Regions from separate parts of the Rattus norvegicus genome. Here regions 2 and 3 are each linked to region 1. A link is a contact called in public Hi-C data. All regions are on one chromosome and are shown on one strand. Each heading gives the region's core, a stretch centred on a gene start, on an enhancer-like site or on the middle of the called end of the contact. The rest is flanking DNA. Distances are from core to core; before and after follow the strand shown.

Region 1 (2,964 bases), core at 439-2,938:
TTGGGGAGACATAGGGGTGATGTGTATAACTAGTTGATATATTTAATCTTTAGCTTTTTGGGTGTGGTCCCAATATCTAGTACCTTTTCCCCTAAGTATCAATTCTTTGTTAACCTATATTTTTACTATGGAAAAGTATTCTAGAGGCTCAAACCTTAACCTAAGTATCCTTATCAGTCTCTGCTCTTGCTTCCTGTGCAGCTGAAACTCTTCAGGATAAGTGAAGTCACCCGCTATCGGTCAGGGGAGCCTAATGCATTTGGGAAGTTGTTTTTGGTTTACTTGCTAATGACCTGGATAAAGTCCAGTAAGGTGTGGAGGAGACCCTGGAGGGAAGGAGGGGGTATTCTCGAGAAAGCTGTCCCCTTGGTAAATTTGTCCAGATTGACTCGAAAGTTAATGGCCCCGGGATAAAGTCGAGATTTCAAAAACTTGTAATTATTTTATTACTAACATTGGAGGTTCCTTTCGGCTCACGTTCTAACCTAGCCCTCCTGGCTCTCAAGGCCAAAAGCTTTGTACATTCTGGGCGGGCAGGAAGCGCACGCTGGGATCGAGGCTTGCAGACATCCTGGATCGTGGCTTTTACGCGTGAGTAACGGAGGCGCGCGCGGACCGGAGCAAGGATGAGGTGGCTACTGCGAATCCAAAGGAGGGGGTGGGGGGAGTCACTAGAGCAGCTCTTAGGGTCGCGCTCCTATTGGTCAGAGGGAAGATCTCGACTTCAGAAGGACTTTCCTGTTAGCTGCCTTGCAGCCTCCCGGGGGAGCGAGCGCGCAGCAGCCCAGCGTCCCCTCCGAGCGTCCTCTTTAGCAACAGGGAGAGAGGCAGGGAGCCGCCGCTCCCCGTGTTGTCTTCCCTTTCATGCAATAAAGAATTGTCATTAGGTTTGCGTATGGCATGTGCCATTACCCCACCGTAAAACTAAAATTAGCAAAATGTCAGGAATGGAAAGATTGATTCACCAAGATGCAATTATCATTTAAAAGTGCTTGATTGAGGTACTGATGTTCAGTGATTTATTCTGCATACCATATACATAATTAAAGTAGTGTAGTGGAGTAATTTATCAATCTAGTTGAGACTGGAGGGGTGAGGAGGGAGCTGCAGTATGTTTGTTTTATTAAAATGCTGCGAGGTTCTAGTCCCGCCCCCCTTTTGCAAGAGTGAAACTGATGATTTCCCCAGCTCGAGAGGAGAGTCAACGGTTTGGGCTGGTAGGGATAGAAAAACGGAAAGGAAAAGGCAGCGCCAGGAAAAGGCAAGAATAAAATGAATTGGGGGACGGGGGGAGCACTGGCGCGTACGTGCTGCTTAGAACCCCCGTGTGCTCAGTCTTGCTTGCCGCCCCCGCGTCCCCTCCCAGTATCCTTACATTCCCCCCCACCCCCCCCACCCCCCCCCCCCGCTCTTTCACAGGACGTATCTAAGGCTGGGAGCTGCTCTCCTTTTCCCATTCGTCTCCTGTCACTTCCTTCCTGGACGCAGTTTTCTGGACAAGTCTGGCTACTTTTAATCCCACCGGCCACAGAGAGCCACTTTCTCCTCCTCTTCCACCTCCTCCTTCTCTTCCTCCACCTTCCTCCTCCTCCTCTTTCTCCTCCTCTTCCAGCGGCTTCGGTGCGCGCGCGAATGCGCAATCCCGCGCGCGCCCTCCCCTTCCCCCCCCCTCGAGTGCGCACACACGCACACTTCGTCTCCAGCTCTCAGCTCACTCGCCTCGCAGTCACAGACACTTGAGCACACGCGTACACCCAGACATCTTCGGGCTGCTATTGGATTGACTTTGAAGGTTCTGTGTGGGTCGCCGTGCCTGCAGCTTTGAATCAGGTGGAGAAGTACTTCAAGGCTGGACGAAGTAAAGATTATTGTTATTTTTTTTTCTTTCTCTTCCTCTCTTTTAAGAAAGGAAAATATTCCAAGGACTAATCTGGTCGGGTCTTCCTTCATGTAAGTACCTCTGACATTTCACCAAAAGAATAGAAATAGTCTGTGTATTGTCTCTGAAATCTGCACGGATCTCTTCCAGACACCGGGTCTATCCAACTCCTTTCTGGAAGGCTTAAGTTAAGGCTTGTTGTGCATTCTTTTCTTTAGATTCTACGATTTCCTTGTGTGTGGCTGAAAGTAACTTTTTAGATGGTAGCATCGGTTTGCCATCTGCTATTGAAATCACATCTGACTGTTCCTGTCACATCAGTTTGTTTAAAGTTTCAAGAAGTTAGTTCACGTCATTAGCGTGTTCAGTAGGGTGGAGAATGTGGATCTTGGTGGATTTTACTATTTCACAGACTGTTCTGTGACCTTGAAGTAGCTGTCTTAAAATTTAGCTGTTAGTTCACTATGGAAAGATGTTCCTATGAGTTGCCCCCAAAGACTGATTTGCCCTGGGTTTAGATTCTGAACCACTAGTCCTTGGAATGACTTTAAGCTACAGCAGGGCTGCCTGCCAGAGTCCACCTTTTGTGCATCCTCTTCTTTCACCAAAGTGCATGCTTGTGAGAGTTTAATTGGTGGGGACCAGAAGCAGTTGCCCTGGCCATGGGAGCCCGTGCACTGCACAGTTCATGTTTGTATTCCAGCATGTGCATTGTTGTTTAGATCAAGGGAAATATTAAGCCACTTAAAAACAAACAAGGCTAAGTCACTTAGCCCGCCTTCTGTTTGGACTTTGGATGAAAGTTACGAAACTAAGTGACAAAGTTGGCCATAAAGAAAGTCTATAGAGATGGGACACATTTCTTATTGTATTATTGCGTATTATGCAAGTGCTTGAGTGCAACGCTAATGTGATTTCCTTTCCAGAACAAGGCTACCAATTCTTAAGGAAAATGTTCTATCTGAGCCATTTTGAACTGTTCTAGATGCTATAGTTATGAACCTTTTCCCTCACATTTTTGAAATGGATGTCTTCTGTATGAAATACTTGGTATGTAAATGCTGACAGTGTATGTAGAATCAGGC
Region 2 (2,888 bases), core at 56-2,555, 520 kb before region 1:
ATGAAATTGAATTACATGTGGCCAGCAACCAGTCTTTTGCAAGGATCCTTTAGCTGGAGTGTGCCTAGATGGCTGCTCCACATATCTTCTCAGAGAAGTTTATATATTTTTTGCTTCTGGACAAATTACTACATGGTTACTCTGATGACATGATAAAAGCTACTTTCTTTGTAAGGAAAAACATCCCTACAAATAAGGTTAGCTGCTAGTGCTGGTGATGAAAGTGAAGTAGCAACAAAATAACTCAAGAAAAAAGGAAAAACGAGAGCAAAACAAACAAAGAAACAACAACAACAAGTCCAGTCAAGGAAATGCTTTGCCCAGACCCGTACATGCTGATCATCAAATAGTCACAGACTTTGGACTGGGTTGTCACTTGTGAATATTGGGAGGAAATCTTATCTTCATAAACATTTAGAGAACAGCATTGCTTTGTGATACTTAGCTTCTTATAGCTCTTATCTCTAGATCAGCACAGATGTGAATATTATTTCAATTGCCTTTTATGATCGGGACATTTGTTTTACTAAATTATCACTACACACAATATCACTACAGAATGTGCACTTCTATCATACAAGATTTGAAATGCTAGCTCGAGCTATATATTATTCATTTCTTTCTTCATGTGTTTATTTGTATACTGTTAAATGAACTAAAATACAGTTAAGAATCTGAAAAAATGCACCTCCTTTACTTGGATAGTATATAGTATGGACCTAGGATAAATCAGTCCCATAGGGAAGTGGATTTAATGCATTTTCTCAAGTTAGCTTAAACATTTTTCTAAGCTGATTAAGTTTGGCAATAGTTTCCAAAGCCTAGAACATTGTGACTATACCATGTCACACAGTGATGAGTGGCATGTCTTGGCCACCTGTCCCCTGTGAAGATCAAGGACCCTCCTTTTAGCTTATGACAGCTGCTGTTTTCCATGCCTCTGTTTTTCCTGCTGGTGGCTGTGCGTCCCTCCGTCCAGGTCTACCAGGCTCAAGTTGCTATTTGTGGCACTCATCCTTGCTATTTTTACATTGCATGGACCGTCTTCTCCCTTCTCAAGTAATAAAAATATTGTTCATAATAAAAATTGGAAATCAGATGCTTGACTTCTTGAATCCAAACCCTTCTCTCTTCCTGGATAAGCAATAAAACAAGGAGAGAGATGTAGAAAACAGAAGCAGGCAGAAAACAAGCTCCTTATCTCTTAAACTTTGCAAAATGCTTTTGAAAATGGAATCCTTCATATTTTTAAAACCCTTCCACCCATTAGCCTCAACACTACACACTGCTGCTATACTTACACCTCACTCGTTATGTATTTACTTTTTATATAACTAAGCAGCACCCTGTCATAAATGAAATATTCATGCAAAAAAACCTGCTCAAAATGCATTTATAAAAAGAACATATAAAAACTACCATCTGCTCCCACTCCTAGCAAGCCCTTAGATACCCAAGTGTAAGCCCTCTGATTCTACAAAAGGTAACACAACCAAGTATCCATGATGTATTCCTGAAAGCCCAAACTTCAGACTTTGGATTAAGATATATCTAGGAGCCCCACTCATCAAAATTCAAAATGCTTAGATCAACATTGATGGGCTTAGACGCTGCACATAATGAATGCATGTGCTAGCATATTGTAATGGGTAGTCTTACCCGGTCATATTGTGCTGAAACGAGCTAAAGCTCTTCTGGGAAGTTGTGAAAGCATTTTGTAGTCAATTGATACCACACTACTTTATAATAAGCCTTTCCTTAAAGTAAGTTGTCCAGACATCCAAGCTAGAGTGTTGGCACTTGGGTTCCTATTGTTTCAGAGTCAGTTCAGAAAGCTAAGCATTATTTGACCATACTTTGTGTGTTTCACTGTTCATACATGGAGTATCACCCCTGCTACATAGAAGTTATATTTGAGATTTTGAACAACAGAATTTTTCTCAATGGCCAATTATTAATAGAAAAATTCTATAGACAGTTTGAAAGAAATTATCCCCTTCCCTTCCTGTCCCTAATTTCCTAGCATTAAGTGCTTTCCATTCTAAATTCTCCAGTCTACTCTCTATATACATGTAGTCAACCAGCCATGGATTAAAGTATTTTTAAGACTGCATCTGTACAAATTGATTTTTTATCTGAAAAATACAGGCAACTATCTATATAGTATTTACATCATATTAGATACGATGGTTAGATGTGAAGAATATGCTCAGTCACGTTTACATATCGGTGTGGTGGTTGGAATATGTTTAACCCAGGGAGGGCACTATACAAGGTGTGCTCTTGTTGTAGGAAGTATGTCACTCTGGGCATTGGATTTAAGAACTTTGTCCTAGCTTCGTGGAAGTCAGTCTTGTGTTTGCTTTTGGAATGAGACGTAGAACTCTCAGGTCCTCCTGCCTGAACAGTGTGGGAACCTTGATAACTGATTCTCTGAACCTGGGAGCCAGCTCCAATTAAATGTTGTCCTTATAAGCGTTGCCTTGATCATGGTGTCTGTTCACCCTAACTGAGACAATTAGGGATTTGGTCAGCACACGGCTTAGTTATCCAAAGCAGACTGTGGGTCATGTTCACCCTTATGTTTTCTTTCTGAGTTGGTTAAGAATGAAGAGTGTCAGAATTAAAGACAACAACAACAGCATCAACAAAAAGCAAACACTGTTACATGTCAACAAAAACAAGACAACAGTCATACAACCAAGATAGGGCAAATATTTCTTTACTAGCAAAAGCTATCTAAAGCCAGACACTCCAGAATGAAGTGGGGGGCGTATCAGGGTCACCTGGAATCTTTGGAACCTTTTCTCTTCCTTGTGTCATGTTATGGATCATGATGCCTCCACCTGTTCTGATTTTTTTTTCTAGTACATTCCAAACTATGAAAG
Region 3 (2,876 bases), core at 109-2,608, 740 kb before region 1:
CTCTGTTTGGATCATTCCAGTAGACACTATGTTTTTCTCCTAAACAAGTCTGTAAGTGTGATATTATATTGTAGTTGATTCTGAGAAAAGTATGAACAGACGTAATTATGTCATTGGTGAGAATAATAAAACGGATAGATGTCCATCGCTAAGTGATTAGAGTCATTTGTAAGCATGTGATGACAAGGTATGCCAGGTAATTCAAACATGAATACACATTAATACACATCTGTCAAACTATAAATGTTGGCTTTTCATTCAAGAAACCAATTTGAGAAAGAAAAACACTGAGAATTTCTCAAAATTACAGTAGATGACGACAAGTAAGAAAAATATATTTCAAGTCCTCTGTAAGCACCTGAAACTTTACTACGGATCTCCACGCGTCAAGCTGGTGAAGAGTTGTTGCCGGACGCTTTGACAATGAAAGTGGAAACGAAAGTTACAACTGTCCTTATATTTCATTAGCAGCAAGTAATAAGGCCTTGAAATGGAGTTAATATAACGAAGAAGAGGGGAAAATACAATTTGACAACAGGAAGGAAGGATTAGGTATGAATGGCCAATCACAATTCGGGAACCAACCAGAAGGAAGAGAAGATCTGATGGCTTTTGTCTCTTGTTGGCCACTGCCTTTTCATCCTACTGATTTCCAGGATATCTATATAAACATGCCCGAACTGACAAATCCCTTTCCCTTCAAAACTCACTTCAGGCAACTGCAAGCAAGGAAGCAAGTAAACAAGAAAACAACAGCAAAAATACACCTTCTTCTTTCCGAGACCAATTTCCGGAGGTGCTTCTGCACCAGAACAGCTGCTAGAAGGGGTTCGGCTTGTAAACAGCGAGATTTGGTTGTTACTGCTGTTGTTTGATTATAGTGAGTTGCCCACAAACCTAACGTCTGAGCAATACGGCGGGCGCAAAAGCTTTCCAGTTTATTTACTGTGTTATTTCTGCCTCTCTGTTAGAAACTCAGAGCTTCTGCTTTTTCCAAAACTGTCCTTGGATTGACATGGGCCTTGTTACGGCTGTGAGGTTTGGTTTCAAAGTGGGAACTGGGCTTGTAAGAGGGTAGTCACTTCCACTCATGACTACAGCTGCTTACATGTGACAAATGCCATTTTCATCGTGGGTTTTATTACCTCAAGTCACTAGGTGCTGTTGGAACAAATGCTTGTCATTAACAGTCTGATCCTTGAATATGTCATATTTTGCTTCGGGTATTTGGGTTATTGTAACAGCTGTTTGTAAACAGTTTAAAGTCCACATTAGCAACCGAATGCTTAGGGATATTTTGGCCCAAATATCTGCCCTCTGAACCAAGTGAAGAATGCAGCATGGATGCCGAGGACACTTAAGCAGCAGATTTAAATAGCAACCTGGATCAACTTCCTCGGCTGAGTAAGTCTTCAGGCATTTTCAGTCCCTGACTCCATTTGGGCCAATGTTCTTTGATCAGTTAGTCTAAGAAAATTCATGGGTTCTCAGATTGAAAATTAAAAAAAAAGGAAGAAGAATTAAAAGACTAGCAGGTATTTGATGAGATTCGGACTGGCAAGGTTCCACTAAATATCAAACATGTCCTCATTGATTGTTCAAGTTGCCAGTACCAAAGCGCAATCGCTTCCTTCAGAAACAGAGACATGAACAGCTTTCGAATTCGTCATTCTCTGAACGCTTTCATTCTGAAAATACCCCATGCTATTTTATGTAGTGGTAATGAGCTAGATATTTCTAGTGCTTGCCTGGGTAAGCAGTCACGAGGCCGGTGTGATAAATAAATAGAGTACATCGCTCTGATAATAGCAGCTCTCATTGAAGGATGTGAATGTGCCTTGCAAGGGGAAAAGGCAATATAGAATCCCTAGAAAGGCTTTTATTAGCAGAAATGTAATACAACAATTTTAAAGGGAAGTTAGGCAGAGCACAGAAGCTCTGACATTGTGTTTCTAGTATGAATTGTAATTTGAGACATCTGGCCTCTCAACCCAAGCCGTTGGAAAAATTTCAATTTAAAACATTTTAAACGTTTTAAAGAAAATCATTTGGCCTTAGGATTTCTAGATCTAGTCAACTCACATAACCACCAGCAAGGTGTACCATTCACTGCTGAATAAACCCAGAGAAACGACTAAAATTTTACTGGAAGCAAGATGCTTCAAGTCATTCTCTAAGTCTTCTGTTTATTCTTTACGGAATAATTACTTGTGTTTCATCCATTGTCTCCAAAGTTAAAGACATTTCTAATTAGAGTAATTATAAATACGATGACTAATTGCTATTTTTATGTACAATGATTATAGTAAAAGATAAAATATCTCAGATTTATTTCTCAAAGATTCTTTTTCTTAGGACAATCAATATTTTAAATATTTGGGTCATAATTAAAATTAGGACTAAATTGGCAAGGTAAGGTGTTTTGGGTTCATGCTGAGTCACAAAACTCAGTCAAATTTCAAAGGGTAGTGGAGGTTTGACAGCATGTAGTCTAGAGGTGTGCCCGCACTCTGAAGATGCATGTAAGCTTATGATGACGTTCTTGTAGTGGAATATTTTAGGGACATTTCAATGTGTTTTAGTCTCAACATATATTTGAGCATACACAACTATACAAACACATGTACACGCACATGCAGACCACATGCGCACACACACACACACACACACAGAGAGAGAGAGAGAGAGAGAGAGAGAGAGAGAGAGAGAGAGAGAGAGAGGGAGGGAGAAAACGTTCCCCCTCCTCCCACATACTTCTCACTCAATAGAGAATAATCTTAAAATGAAACTGGTAGAGCTATAGTTCCCTCTTTGTGAGTGTGATGGTTGTGAGGGCTTTTACATTATTCACATGCTTGTTGAAATAAAGCTAGCCC

Evidence for each region. Hi-C and Micro-C count contacts between places; a contact is called where the count stands out from the background.
Region 2: a contact with region 1 is called in a Hi-C map of frontal cortex, with 2.0 times the contacts expected there. The contact joins the enhancer-like site here to the promoter of Mef2c in region 1.
Region 3: a contact with region 1 is called in a Hi-C map of frontal cortex, with 2.7 times the contacts expected there. The contact joins the enhancer-like site here to the promoter of Mef2c in region 1. A contact is called at or near these places in 2 of 12 Hi-C or Micro-C datasets (Schwann cells and frontal cortex).

What each region holds. Positions count from the first base shown.
Region 1 is chr2:15,727,327-15,730,290 of GRCr8, forward strand. Mef2c (myocyte enhancer factor 2C) reads left to right here and starts at 1,689. Exons shown (of 11, transcript NM_001399397.1): 1 at 1,689-1,950.
Region 2 is chr2:15,203,351-15,206,238 of GRCr8, forward strand. All of the region lies in intron 2 of LOC120100658 (a long non-coding RNA gene), which reads right to left. Among named protein-coding and RNA genes, the nearest start is that of Mef2c, 520 kb to the right of the region's middle. Within about 2 kb of position 1,306, at least 5 of the 93 cell types and tissues checked have an H3K27ac peak or open chromatin away from gene starts, as enhancers often do.
Region 3 is chr2:14,984,318-14,987,193 of GRCr8, forward strand. No RefSeq gene overlaps it. Among named protein-coding and RNA genes, the nearest start is that of Trnap-ggg1, 590 kb to the left of the region's middle. Within about 2 kb of position 1,359, at least 11 of the 93 cell types and tissues checked have an H3K27ac peak or open chromatin away from gene starts, as enhancers often do.